3 separate regions of the Anas platyrhynchos genome follow, and regions 2 and 3 are each linked to region 1. The links are chromatin contacts, called in public Hi-C maps. All regions are on one chromosome and are shown on one strand. Each heading gives the region's core, a stretch centred on a gene start, on an enhancer-like site or on the middle of the called end of the contact. The rest is flanking DNA. Distances are from core to core; before and after follow the strand shown. Region 1 holds the start of VASH1 (vasohibin 1). Region 2 holds the start of CIPC (CLOCK interacting pacemaker). Region 3 holds the start of IRF2BPL (interferon regulatory factor 2 binding protein like).

Region 1 (3,819 bases), core at 529-3,028:
ATGGCCAGAAGGGAGGGACGCTGCCTAATAATTAACTCAGACAAACTGAAACAAAGAATCCCCTGATCAGCCTTATTTTGAGGCTTGCTGGAGATTATCAGCTACACTTCCTCTGAGTGTGCATTTCAAGGCATTAAAGATACATGGATAGTATTTCACTTCTATTATAGCACATCACTTTAATTCTTAGAAAAGAATCATTCTTACTGGGCCACAAATGCTAACTAATCTTCAAAATATATATATCTCTGGATGCAAGTCAGGGTTATCAGCATTTCCCTCTGATAGAGGGAAAAGCTGAAGCACAGAAGGCAATGAGAATGACCAACCATGAATTAGTGACGGAGTTCAAAACTGAAGCCAACATCCTTGCTTCTATGGCAGCTGTACTTAAATTTAAGCCAGGGGAGGCAACACAGCTCCAACAGAAGCACTTAAAAGCTTTGCATTGTCCTTTCCCTCGTGCTGTCACTGCAACTACACCTGCCACTCCACGAAAAAAACGGTGCTGTCCCCCAGTATGGCACTAAGCCGCCATCTCATGCTGGGCACACTTCTGGTCCTGCGTTTGGAGAGGAGCTAGGGGAAGAAGGGATCGTGGAACAGGCATAGTGAACTGGTTGGACCAACCATGTCTGCTCAGGGGCTGTAGTGGCTGCTGCCACAGGCTCTGCTGCCTCTCCATATAAGGAGTCAACTTCCACCAGTCCCCACTTGCACACAGGTAAGAGGCAAAGACAACTGTGACACTAGAAATCTTACAGAAATGATTGATCAGCACTGCTCGAAGTCCCCACACAACAGAAAATCCTCACTCAGAGAAGTATGGGCTAAGTATTATGGAAGTCAGTGTAGGTTGCATGAAGCACTACTGGTAGCCTTTTTTGGAGGCTGGAGAAAGGAAGAAGAAGGGGCATGCATTTAGCTTAATTTTCCTGAGAGAAAATTCACTTTTTGGCAATTTGGGCAATGTTGAGTTGAAAACAGATGCTGCATTCAAGTATTGTGCCCTCAGAAATAATCTCATGTGAACATCTGCCTGCAGAACATTACAGGAAAAGTGGCATTTCACTCCGAAATCCTCTGGCAGTCTCCATAAAGGTTATTCCCAGTTCTCAGGACTGCAGATCCCACAGCAACCATCCCCAGGATGTGTTTCCTTCATCCCCTGCCCTGCTGCCAAACAACAGCCCTTTGTGTGGCTTGCTGAAGGCAACATTTCAGGATGCCCTTTAGCAGGTTCCTCAACAGCTGACACGTTGCTGGGTATGTGCCTCTTTCACTTGGCGTCCAAGTTAGGAAATACCTTTATGCTAGAGCTCCCATAAACGCATTAATGACATCTGGGACGTTCATATGACACGGGCGGGGAGGAAACATGGCCAGCAGCCCTGCCCGTGCCCATGGGGTCTGTGAGAGGCCAGCGTGGTGCTGGCAGCATGCGGGGTGCGGAGGGGCTCCCAGACCTGCATTTTGCTGAGCCCACTCTGAGCTATGTTTTGCCACACCGCGGGAGGGCTGCAACCAGGCTGTGAAAGCAGACCAAAACACCTGGTTTTTTTCTTTTTGCTTGCTCCATCGCCGCCCGTTATCTCCCGGCCCAGCCGGGCCCGGCCTTATCACCCCGGGAGGCAGCAGCAGCGGGAGCCCGGCGGGCCCCGCAAGCCGCCGGGGCTGGGCGGAGCGGGGCTGGGCGGAGCGGGGCCGGTCCCTGCCCGGCCCCTCCGGGGCGCGGCGGCTTTGTTACCCCGCATGCAGCAGCAGCAGCAGCGGCAGCAGCAGCCCCGGCCGGGGGGGCGGCCGCTGTCTCCGCCCGCCCCGCGGAGCGTTCGGGAGGCGGCGCGGCGGGGGCAGCCCCGGCGGCAGGCCCGGCCCCCTCCGCCCCCAGCCCCGTTGCGGCCCGATGCGAGCCCCCTCGGCGTGAGGCTGCCCCGGGGGAGCTGCCGGCCCCGGTTCCGCGGCCGGGCCATGCGGGGCGAGGCCCCCGGGGGCCCGGCGGCGGGCGGCGGGCGCTGAGAGCGGGCGGCGATGCCGATGCCGGGGGGCGGCGGGGCCGCCGCCAGGCGCCCCCCGGGCGGCGAAGCGGCGGCGGCGGCTCCGGCTCCGGCTCCGGCTCCGGCTCCGGCTCGGGAGGAGGAGCAGGAGGAGGAAGGCGAGGAGGATCTGCGCGACGGCGGCGTGCCCTTCTTCGTCAACCGCGGCGGGCTGCCGGTGGACGAGCCCACCTGGGAGCGGATGTGGCGGCATGTGGCCAGGATCCACCCCGAGGGCGAGCGGGTGGCGCAGAGGATCCGCGGTGCCTCCGACCTGCCCAAGGTGAGAGCCCGCGGGGACCCCCCCCACAAGGCGCTGCCCGGCCCGGCCCGGGCCCCGCAGGGCGTACAGAGGGAGCGGAGGCTCGGGGCAGGGTCCCTGGGGGCCGGGTGGGTGATGGGGGGTGAGGGAGTGAGGCTGGAGGCCAGAGAGTTGGGGTGAGAAGCCAGGTGAGGCGCTGAAGCAGAAGAAGCCGGGTTTGGGTCCGTCTGCATGAGGGATTCTTGCACAGAGCCGTGCCGGTGGGAGAAGGGACCCCTGATGCCCAGGAGTTGTAAGAGGAGTCATCTAACACAGAGCCTGTTGCTGGTGTAGGGCCAGCTGGGGTTTCTGAGTGCATCCCTGGCCTTGCTGCAGAGCGCTCTGTGGAAAGAGGAACCGATGATCGTTTCGCTTAACCTTGTGCTGGACTGAATCATTCACATGTGAACCGAACCCTGGCCATAGCTGCTGTCTGCTGTTGCACCTCAGCTGGAGAAAAAGCTCCCCTTTCCTTTGGCATCCTGTGAACAAAAGGCACTGCAAACACTTGGTGTGTCACTCCATTGACCAACTAGGGGAGTGTTCCCATCATGCTGTTAGGGGAAATTCAAATACAAAAGGATGAAGGGTTTTCTGCTCAGGCTTCCTATTGCAAGGACTTAATTCCTTGGGATGGAAAATTGAAGTAAGCGAAACCGTGGTGTTATACAGTGCACAGGCAATCAGCACCACTCTCCACGAGGAACTCTGGAGCAGTGTGTGATCTGAGCTCCTTTGTGCCGTGCAGTTATGTGGCAGCACCCAGAACAAATCCTGAATCCAGATTATGGTCCCTCTTCTAACCCCACAAGACTTTGCTTTCCCTTTCACATTTCCTTCTTCTCCTCAGACTGTCCTGAGCCTGGGCGAAGGTTGAAAGCATGTTTCTGATCAGTCAGAACATGCAGTTCTTAATTTCCTGACCAAGAGGTCTGGTTTGGTAGGGGAAAGGGAAGAAAGAAGCTCACAAGCAACAGAATGGTGCATGAGGGGAGGGAAGTACTGTGTTCAGTCTCTGCCTTGGGTCTTAATGCGAAGTACTTCTGCTTTTGTTCTCACGTAGCTGTCTTATACAGTCTTAGTGCCAGATGGTTACGGTTAGGGGACATAAGCAGTACGAGCTCCTCTGGAATAACATGACATTAGTCTGTCCATTTGTGTGTGTGTGTCTGCTAGCACCCCTGGGAAACAGATCTATAAACTCTCGTCGGTGCTCTGCAATCTGAGATGCCATGCCCGAGCTCACCAGGCGTACAGATGAGAGGATGCTGGGATGCAGGAAACAGCTAGGATGAACGAGCTGTTATCCTAGCTCCTTTCCCCCTCTAGGGGTGTATTTTTACCTTTGAGGTTTGCTTATATCACTGTGCATCTCTGTGCCACTAAGTTTCTTTGCATGGCTGATGCAACAGATGAGAATTAGAGCAGTGAGTGTACTCTGCAGGGCCAGCTCCTCTGGAAGGCTGAACGCTGTCCATATGCTAG
Region 2 (3,819 bases), core at 773-3,272, 200 kb after region 1:
GGACCATGCCTGAGCAAACACCATGATGCAACAGCATTCTTAACATGCTTTTCCTCAGAACCCAAACATCTGAAACTGTAAGGGATCCAAATCTGCAGCCTAGATATCATACATCTCACAGTCCTGTTCAGATGTACTCAGAGACTCAGAGACAGCTCTGGTGTTTAAATACTTAAAAATGCATTCTAGAAGTATGTGTAATTACCATTCTCTCACAGCACTTTGAATTAGTAGGACTAGAACCCATTCTGTCACTTTTTCAAAATGGCAATGTCATTTCATGTCGTCCCAGCCATTTTTATTTGATTTGTATGTGACATGTTATTTGCGAGGCTGTGCTGAGATTAAAGGTCCTTTTCTTTTCCAATCAGTGATTATTAGATCATGTTGATCTTTGAAAGAAGCACGTTTCCTTTTTTTTTTTTTTTTTTTTTTTAAACAAGACCATTGTAACAAAGTATTTCTTTCATATATTGCTTTTCAGGGAAATCATTGTTGTTGTTCAGCCCTTCTACACATCCCTTTTCTGTTTTCTCTCATGAAACTGCATTTCATCTCCAAATGCAAAACATTCTGACAGACTTTTGGGTGCTGGCAGTGTTTATGGAGTTCTTAGAACATGAACAGCCATTCTTGCTGTATTCATTGATGCAGAAGATCCACTTTCACCTGCTTATTCCACCAGTGTGGACTGGCAGCCAGGAGGGCCAACTGTAGCCTGGGGTGCATCAAGCACAGCATTGCTAGTCAGTCGAGGGAGGTGATTGTCCTGCTCTGCTCTGGTGCGGCCTCACCTCGAGCACTGTGTGAAGTTCTGGGTACCACAGTACAAAAAGGACATGAAACTGCTGGACAGTGTCCAGAGAAGGGCTACTAAGATGGTAGCTGGAGTGGCTGAGGGCACTGGGCCTGTTCAGCCTGGAGAAGAGGAGGCTAAGGAGAGACCTCATCGTGGTCTACAGCTTCTTCACGAGGGGGAGCGGAGGGGCAGGCACTGATCTATTCTCTTTAGTGACCAGCAATGGGGCCCATAGGAATGGTGTAAAGCTGTGACAGGGGAGGTTCAGGCTGGATATCAAGAGAAGGTTCTTCACTGGGGGTTGTTGCACACTGGAACAAGCTCTCCAGGGACACAGTCACGGCACCAAGCCTGTCAGAGTTTAAGTAGCATTTGGGCTGTGGACTTAGTCATATGGTCTGAATTTTTGGGTATACCTGTATGGTGCCAGGAGTCGGACTCGATGATCCTTGTGGGTCCCTTCCAACTTGGGGTATTCTGATTCTCTGATTCTATTCAGGGACATCATTGTTGCTGCTCAGCCCTTCTACACACCCCTTTTACATTTTCTCTCATGAAGTTGCTTTTCATCTCCAAACGCAAAACATTCTGACAGACTTCTGGGTGCTGGCAGTGTTTATGGAGTTCTTAGAACAAGAATAGCTATTCTTGCTGTATTCATTGATCCAAAAGATCCATTTCCACCTATTTATTTGCCCTTGCTTTTCTGCAGTTCATGGAAAGCAGATCCAAACACTCCTTTCACTATCTTGTATTTACCTATTGTGTAGAAGAATAAGGGTATCCTTTACTCCCCATTTGCTCGTGACAGCTCCTCCATTTGCAGTTTTTCCTCTTGGAGATGACAAGCTTAAAGCCTTTGGACCTTTGATGCTGCCTCCCTCACTTTGTACGTGGCTGTTAGTGTGTGGCTTTTGTTACCCTCCCACTCCTGAGGTATGACAGGTTCTAGAGCAGCCTGGACTCCTGTGAGGGCGCTGAACTGCACTTTTTACACAGCACTTGGGAACTCCAGCAGCACCCCAAATTCCTCACCCTGCTCACCTGCCTGCCCCCCTAAGCACAGAGCCAGCTAAAGTTCCCCGCCACCTCCCTGACGGTGAGGCAGCTCCCCACAAGACTTTCAAATCGGGCTAGCCCTTCCCATGACAGACCCGAGGGCCGTCTGTGCCCCTACAGCCGCACCCCTTCGCGCCTTCCCGCCTTCTCCCCTCAGGCGGCGCCGCCATGACACCTCCCGCCATTAGCGGGGGGCAGGCAGCGGCGCTGCGCAGGCGCGCGGCGGGGCGGTGGGACCGCCATGGTGGTGGCGGCGCCGCGCATGCGCGGAGCGGGCGGCGCTGAGGCGGCCCGCGGGCAGGTGAGGGGCGGCGCGGCCCGGGGGCGGCCGCGGAGCTCGGGGGGGGCCCTGAGGGGCTCTGAGGGGCTGGCGGCGATGGAGGGCCCGGGGGAGGCTCTCAGGAAGGGAGGAGAAATAAATGCGGCGGCTCTTGCTGTGCCGGGTGCCGGGGGAGCGGTGTGGAGCCGGGACGGGGCAGGGCCGGGTGTTGGGGAGAGGGTCCGCAGCCAGGGTCGGGCGCTGGGACAGGCTCAGGGCGGGTCGGGCAGGAGGTCCCTGAGCGCCAGGGGCAGGGCTCGATGTGTGGGTACTCCTCTGTGGCACAGGGGTTGGGGCAGTGAGCCCCGCGGTCCCTGCCTGCTCAGGGTGCTCGGTGACCCTGTGATGTGAGGCCAGCAGCTGGGGTGTGCACATTAAGCTCGTGCCTAGCCCTCGTTCCATGTCCAGTTCTGATTTTTGGGGATTAACATCCATACGTATCGTTTCCTTAAGAGAAATGCTTTTGTTTTGGAGGGGGTAAGCGATAGAAGCGTGGGCCAGGACTTAACCATCATCTTCCCTTTAAACTTGTTTGTGCCATGAGCACTCAGCTGAGCTGTTCTGTTAGTGGAAGAGACAGTGGAGCAGGATTTATGCTTAATATTTTTTAATCCAGTTAAAATTCGTACTGATTAAGACATAGATATTGATATTTACCTTGCAGTGCCAGCGTTTTTTTCCTCTCTGATAAAAATACATGCTTTTCTTATTGGGTTACCTGATCAGAATCCCTTGACAAGACTTCATTAGAAGATTCTGTTAAGGGTCCCAGAGGAGGGGTGGTATCTGGGTTGCTTTTATGTAGTTATGTCTGTCCTCTATCTGTTAGCAGGTCAGCAGGTGGGACTGAAGACAGAAAGATGAGGCAGAAGGCTACTGAAGAAGTTCTGTTCTGTTCTGTTGAGCATTTTTCTGTCTTGCTTGTAGTTTTGTAGGTGGTCGCCCTAGCATCTCAGCACAGTTATCTAATGTACAGAGTTCATCACTGGAGGTGCCCAGGATCAAGAACTTAGAGCAGAATTCTGACAACCAGCTGTCAGGATTTAAGGTGAAATCTGCGTTTCAGCATAGTTTGTTCCAGAATGCATCTGCTGCAGCGTCATTTGACATAGTTATCAGTGGATACTGCAGTTAATGGGCTGCTGATCTGACCACTGTGTGGTCTCCTGAGTTCCTGTATTTGTGATTTTAAATACACAGCTCTAATGTGAGACACAACTTGAAAGGGTTGCTTCATAGGAACATAATTTCTACAAATATTATTAGACAATTTCTGCATTTCATCCTGTCACTTTTCTGTTAGCCAGTCTCAGCTTCCTTTTATGAGAAGCAGGAACTTTTTGACTTAATAAAGCCTGCCTACCTTTAGAAAGCAGCTGAACGCTTCAATGAATATGTGGTATAGAAGGTCATAACATAACTACGTTTTTATGGGTTTTGTTGATTTTTAGTTTCAGCCTTCCAGAGTTCTTGTTTTGAAAGGGTGTGAGGAGGCATTTCTAAGGCCGAGACTCCACCAGGAGTGATTGCAGGTATAGTATGTGTTGCACCTTCAGCAGTATGGATTTCTTCATCCCCAGCATGTTCTCTGATCACAAGACTTACCTCACTCTGAGAGTGAAGCAGGCTGTAATAACAAAAC
Region 3 (3,819 bases), core at 782-3,281, 150 kb after region 1:
GCCGCCAGTCTCCAGAGCCGTGCTTCTTCTCGTACTCCAGGTACTTGAAGCCCGAGGAGAGGCCGCGGCCGAAGTCCTTCATGCAGTCCTGGTACATCTGCTTGGCCACGCCAGAAGCACTGGAGAAGACGGTGCCGGAGCCGCTGGGGTACTCGATGAAGAGCTTCAGCTCATAGTCCATGCCTGGCTTGGAGACGGCGTCGAAGGCGAAGACACGGCCGAGCAGGGCGTGATCCTTCTTGAAGCGCACCTCGTAGGGGGTGCAGCCGGCCAGCGTCAGCAGCGTGTCCCGCACGATCTTGGGCTTGCTGGCCCACTCCTCAGCCCGGTTCCTCAGGCTCTCGCTCAGCTCAGCCAGCGCCTCGGCATTGCGCTGCTTCTCCTTCAGCTCCCGCTCTTGGTCGCTGCTGGACACCGAGCCCGGCCGCTTGCCACAGGCCTCCGACGAGGAGCCACCGCCACCCCCGGCACCGCCACTGCCCCCGCCGCAGGTGCCCCCTTGGGAGGAAGCGGAGGGGGCCGGGGGCCCGCCACCGCCACGGCCACCCAGACCCCCGTGCGGTGGGGGCAGCGCCACGCCGGAGGCGGCGGGCCCGTTGAGCAGGGTCTGCGGCAGCAGGTTGGGGGGCACGTTCAGCTGGGCACCCGCAGCCCCCGGGGGCAGGCCAGACACCAGCCCACCGTGCGTGCCGCGGCGGGAGGAGGAGGACGACGACGAGGAGTTGGGGCTCTGCCGGTTGAGCTCCGGGGGCCCGTCCTCGGGAGGTTTGGGGAAGCCATTGGGGCCCCCCAGCCCGTTGGGCAGCCGGGCTCCGTGGCTGCCGCCCAGGCTGCCGGGTGGCGGCGGGTACTCGAAGCGGCTGCGCTGCTCGGCCGCCGCGGCGCTGAGCCCGTAGCGATCCAGGCTGGACTGGGCGAGCCCCGCCGAGGCCGCTTTGGAGGAGGCGTCCACATGGTTGAGCTGCTGCTGGGCCGCCGCCGCCGCCGCTTCCTTGGCGGAGAGGGGCACTGCCTTGACGCCCACCGGCGGCGGGGGCCCCGGGGAGCGCCCGTCCTGGAAGCAGCCGTGCGCCCGCTTGAGCTGCCGGGCCGTCTCGATGACGAACTCGATGCGATCGGCGCCCTCGTAGTTGACGCAGCCCCGGCACACGGGCTCGGTGAAGTCCCAGATCATGGCCCAGGGCATGCGGGGCAGGTCGCACAGGTAGCACGACTGCCGCCGGGACGACGACACCTGCGCGGCGGACATGGTGCCGCTGGCCGGGGCGCTGCTGCCGCTGCCGCCGGCGAAGGGGCTGGCTGGCTCGTCCCCCCCGGGCTGCTGCGGCGGGAGGGGGGGGGCTCCGTACCTGCTCCCGGTGCTCCCGGCGGCGCTGCGAGGGGCGGCGGGGGGCTCGCCCGCTCCTGAAGCGGCTCCCGCCGGGTCCCGCCGCCGGGCTGGGGAAGGGCTCGGCCGGCTCCTCCGGGGGGCCGGGCTGGGCTGGGGGGCGCCTTCTTCCTCCGAGCAGCCGCTTCCCTGCGCTCTCTAGCTCTCCGCCGCCGCTGCTCCTCCTCCGGGAGGAGGCGGAGGGAGGCGGGGGGGGGGTCACCTTCCACCCGCCGCGGCTGCCCGGCTCGCTCGCGGTCCGCCGGCTGCCGAGCGCCGCCGCCGCTGCTGCTGCTGCTGCTTCTGCTGCGGCTCGGCGGGGCTGGGGCGGCTCCTCCTGGTCCTGAGCGGCGACCCGGAGCGGGGGCGGCCGGGGGGCAGCGGCGGCAGCAGCGTGCCGGGCGGCGCCGCCTGCTCCGCACTCACATCCTCGCCGCTGCTCGCGGTCCGAGCGCGGGGTGCTGCTGCTGCGCGCCGCCGCGTGTGCCTGCCCTGCGCGCCCCCTCCTCCGCGCCGCGCTCCCCCCGCGCCGCCCTCCTCCTCCCCCCTTCCTCCTCCTCCTCCTCCTCCTCCTCCCCGCCGCTCTCCCGGCTCGGCTCGGCTCGGCTGAACCCGGGCGGGGCCCCCCGCGTCAGCGCCGAGCGCCCGCCCCCCGCTCCCTTCCCCCCCGGCCCCACTTGTTGCGCGGGGCGCGTGCCCGCCGGGCGCGCCCCCGCCTCTCCGTGCCCGGGCAGCACGTGCACGGCCCGGCGGCGTGCTGTGTGTGTGTGTGTGTGTGTGTATGGGGGGGGGGGGGTGTTGGTGTCCCCCCCCCGGCCGGGCGGGGTGTGTCTGAGCGGCGGGGGGACACTGGGTTTCCCCGGCGCTGTGCGCGCACACGCCTTCCTCCCTTCCCCCCCCACTCCTCCTCCTTTAAATGGCTCCTTTAACCCCCCCCCCCGGCAGCCCCGCTCCAAAAACAAAAGGCGCAGCCTTCCTCCCCCTCCTCCTCTTCCTCCCCCCCCCCCCCCCCAACAGCCGCAGCCGCCGCCCTGCGGGGCGGCCCGGCCTGGCACGGGGCTGCCTTTGCGTCACGGGCGCGCCCCCGAGCTGCCGCGGGGCCGCGCGCTCCGTGCACGGCGTGTGCGCGCCGCCGCCGCCTCCTCCCCAGCGCAGCGCCTGCGCCGCGCCCCCGCTGCCGGCTGCGGCGCCCCCCGGGGGGCTCCGGCGGTGGCGGCCCCGCAGCACCCCCGGGGGATGGCGAAACCCCCGAAGGTTGCAGGGGAAGCGGCGAGCACGGGGAGAGCGGGCTGGGAGCGAGCCCTGGGGGAGGAAGAGGAGCGGAGGGGGGGGGATTTCGCAGCGCCGCCACGGCTGCGGGCATCGCGGAGGCGCCTCCGGGCAAGGAAACGCCTTCGCTGCCAGCCGCTGCGCCCCAGCCGCGGCCGTGGGGTTGCTGTGCCGGGGTGGCTTGAGCTGAGCGAGCGGGCACATGCTCGCTGCGGTCAGCTCCTCGCACTGCCCCGCCTCGAGCTGCATGGGAGAAGCAGAAGTGGGCTGTGGAAAAGGTCGGCCCTGCGCTAAAAACTCAGGTTGCGAGAGCCGGGGCTGCGTCCTGAACGCCAGGATTGCGGGCTCGCAGAACATCCCGCCTGCCTTTCGCTCCGTGGGCTGCTCAAACCCAGCACAAACAACAAGGAGCTCGGTGTGCTCCGGCCGCCCCTCGCCCTGGCTCCTCGCTCCACTGAACCCTCCTGCAAGAAAGGCCTTTTTTGGTAACACTCACCTCCCAGGAACAGACTTCTTGGCTCACAAGAGCAGTCTTTATAGTGGGTGTAAATAATAATCACCTTAGATATAATCTAGCCTCAGCAAACCATTTACAGGTGCTGTCAACTCCCTTTATAGTTTGTGAATAGAGAAAGAGCAGAGATTAGCATCTGTGACCCGACCAAGCTGCCTTTACTTTTACTTGCAGGATACACAGTCGTGGAAATATGTTTGTTTTTCCGTAATGATTAAACCTCGATTTAAACTTTGGTCCCGGGCACGTACCGTGCCATTACGCAAGCAGCACTTAAGGCTGAAGTGTCAGCACGGCAACAATACGGCTAGCAGCGGCGGCGATCTCTGCGAGCTGATTGATGAAGAGAAGTGCAATGTAAATGCAAATAAATGCCACGCCGTGGCACCTTCACAGGGAACGAGTTGTCAGGATCAATCTCATCTGTTAGGGGAAAATAGATTGAACGGTGGCAACGTGACGGAGCTAAAACCCACGGCAGCGCGGCTCCTGCGGGGTAGCGGCACGCTCTGCTGCTCACCTTCCCTCTTCCCCGTCCTTCACCACACCGGCGGCGGGGCAGGGGCAATCCAGATCAGTCTCGCTGGATTTATACCGAACGTGGCTGGTGTTGATTTAGCTCTGAAATAATCCAGGAATTAAAATTACGTTTGGAGGAGGGAAAGAGGAA

Evidence for each region. Hi-C and Micro-C count contacts between places; a contact is called where the count stands out from the background.
Region 2: a Hi-C map of F1 follicle shows a contact between it and region 1, with 2.2 times the contacts expected there. The contact joins the promoter of CIPC here to the promoter of VASH1 in region 1. A contact is called at or near these places in 4 of 8 Hi-C or Micro-C datasets (F1 follicle, liver, skeletal muscle and 1 more).
Region 3: a contact with region 1 is called in a Hi-C map of liver, with 2.4 times the contacts expected there. The contact joins the promoter of IRF2BPL here to the promoter of VASH1 in region 1. A contact is called at or near these places in 2 of 8 Hi-C or Micro-C datasets (liver and skeletal muscle).

Annotation. Positions count from the first base shown.
Region 1 is chr5:23,440,790-23,444,608 of IASCAAS_PekinDuck_T2T, reverse strand. It overlaps VASH1 (vasohibin 1), which reads left to right and starts at 1,778. Exons shown (of 7, transcript XM_027458440.3): 1 at 1,778-2,316. The coding sequence starts at 2,029.
Region 2 is chr5:23,240,928-23,244,746 of IASCAAS_PekinDuck_T2T, reverse strand. It overlaps CIPC (CLOCK interacting pacemaker), which reads left to right and starts at 2,022. Exons shown (of 5, transcript XM_038180031.2): 1 at 2,022-2,159; 2 at 3,105-3,225.
Region 3 is chr5:23,290,135-23,293,953 of IASCAAS_PekinDuck_T2T, reverse strand. It overlaps IRF2BPL (interferon regulatory factor 2 binding protein like), which reads right to left and starts at 2,031. Exons shown (of 1, transcript XM_038180056.2): 1 at 1-2,031. The coding sequence starts at 1,249. It overlaps LOC140002598 (a long non-coding RNA gene), which reads right to left. Exons shown (of 2, transcript XR_011809592.1): 2 at 3,289-3,819.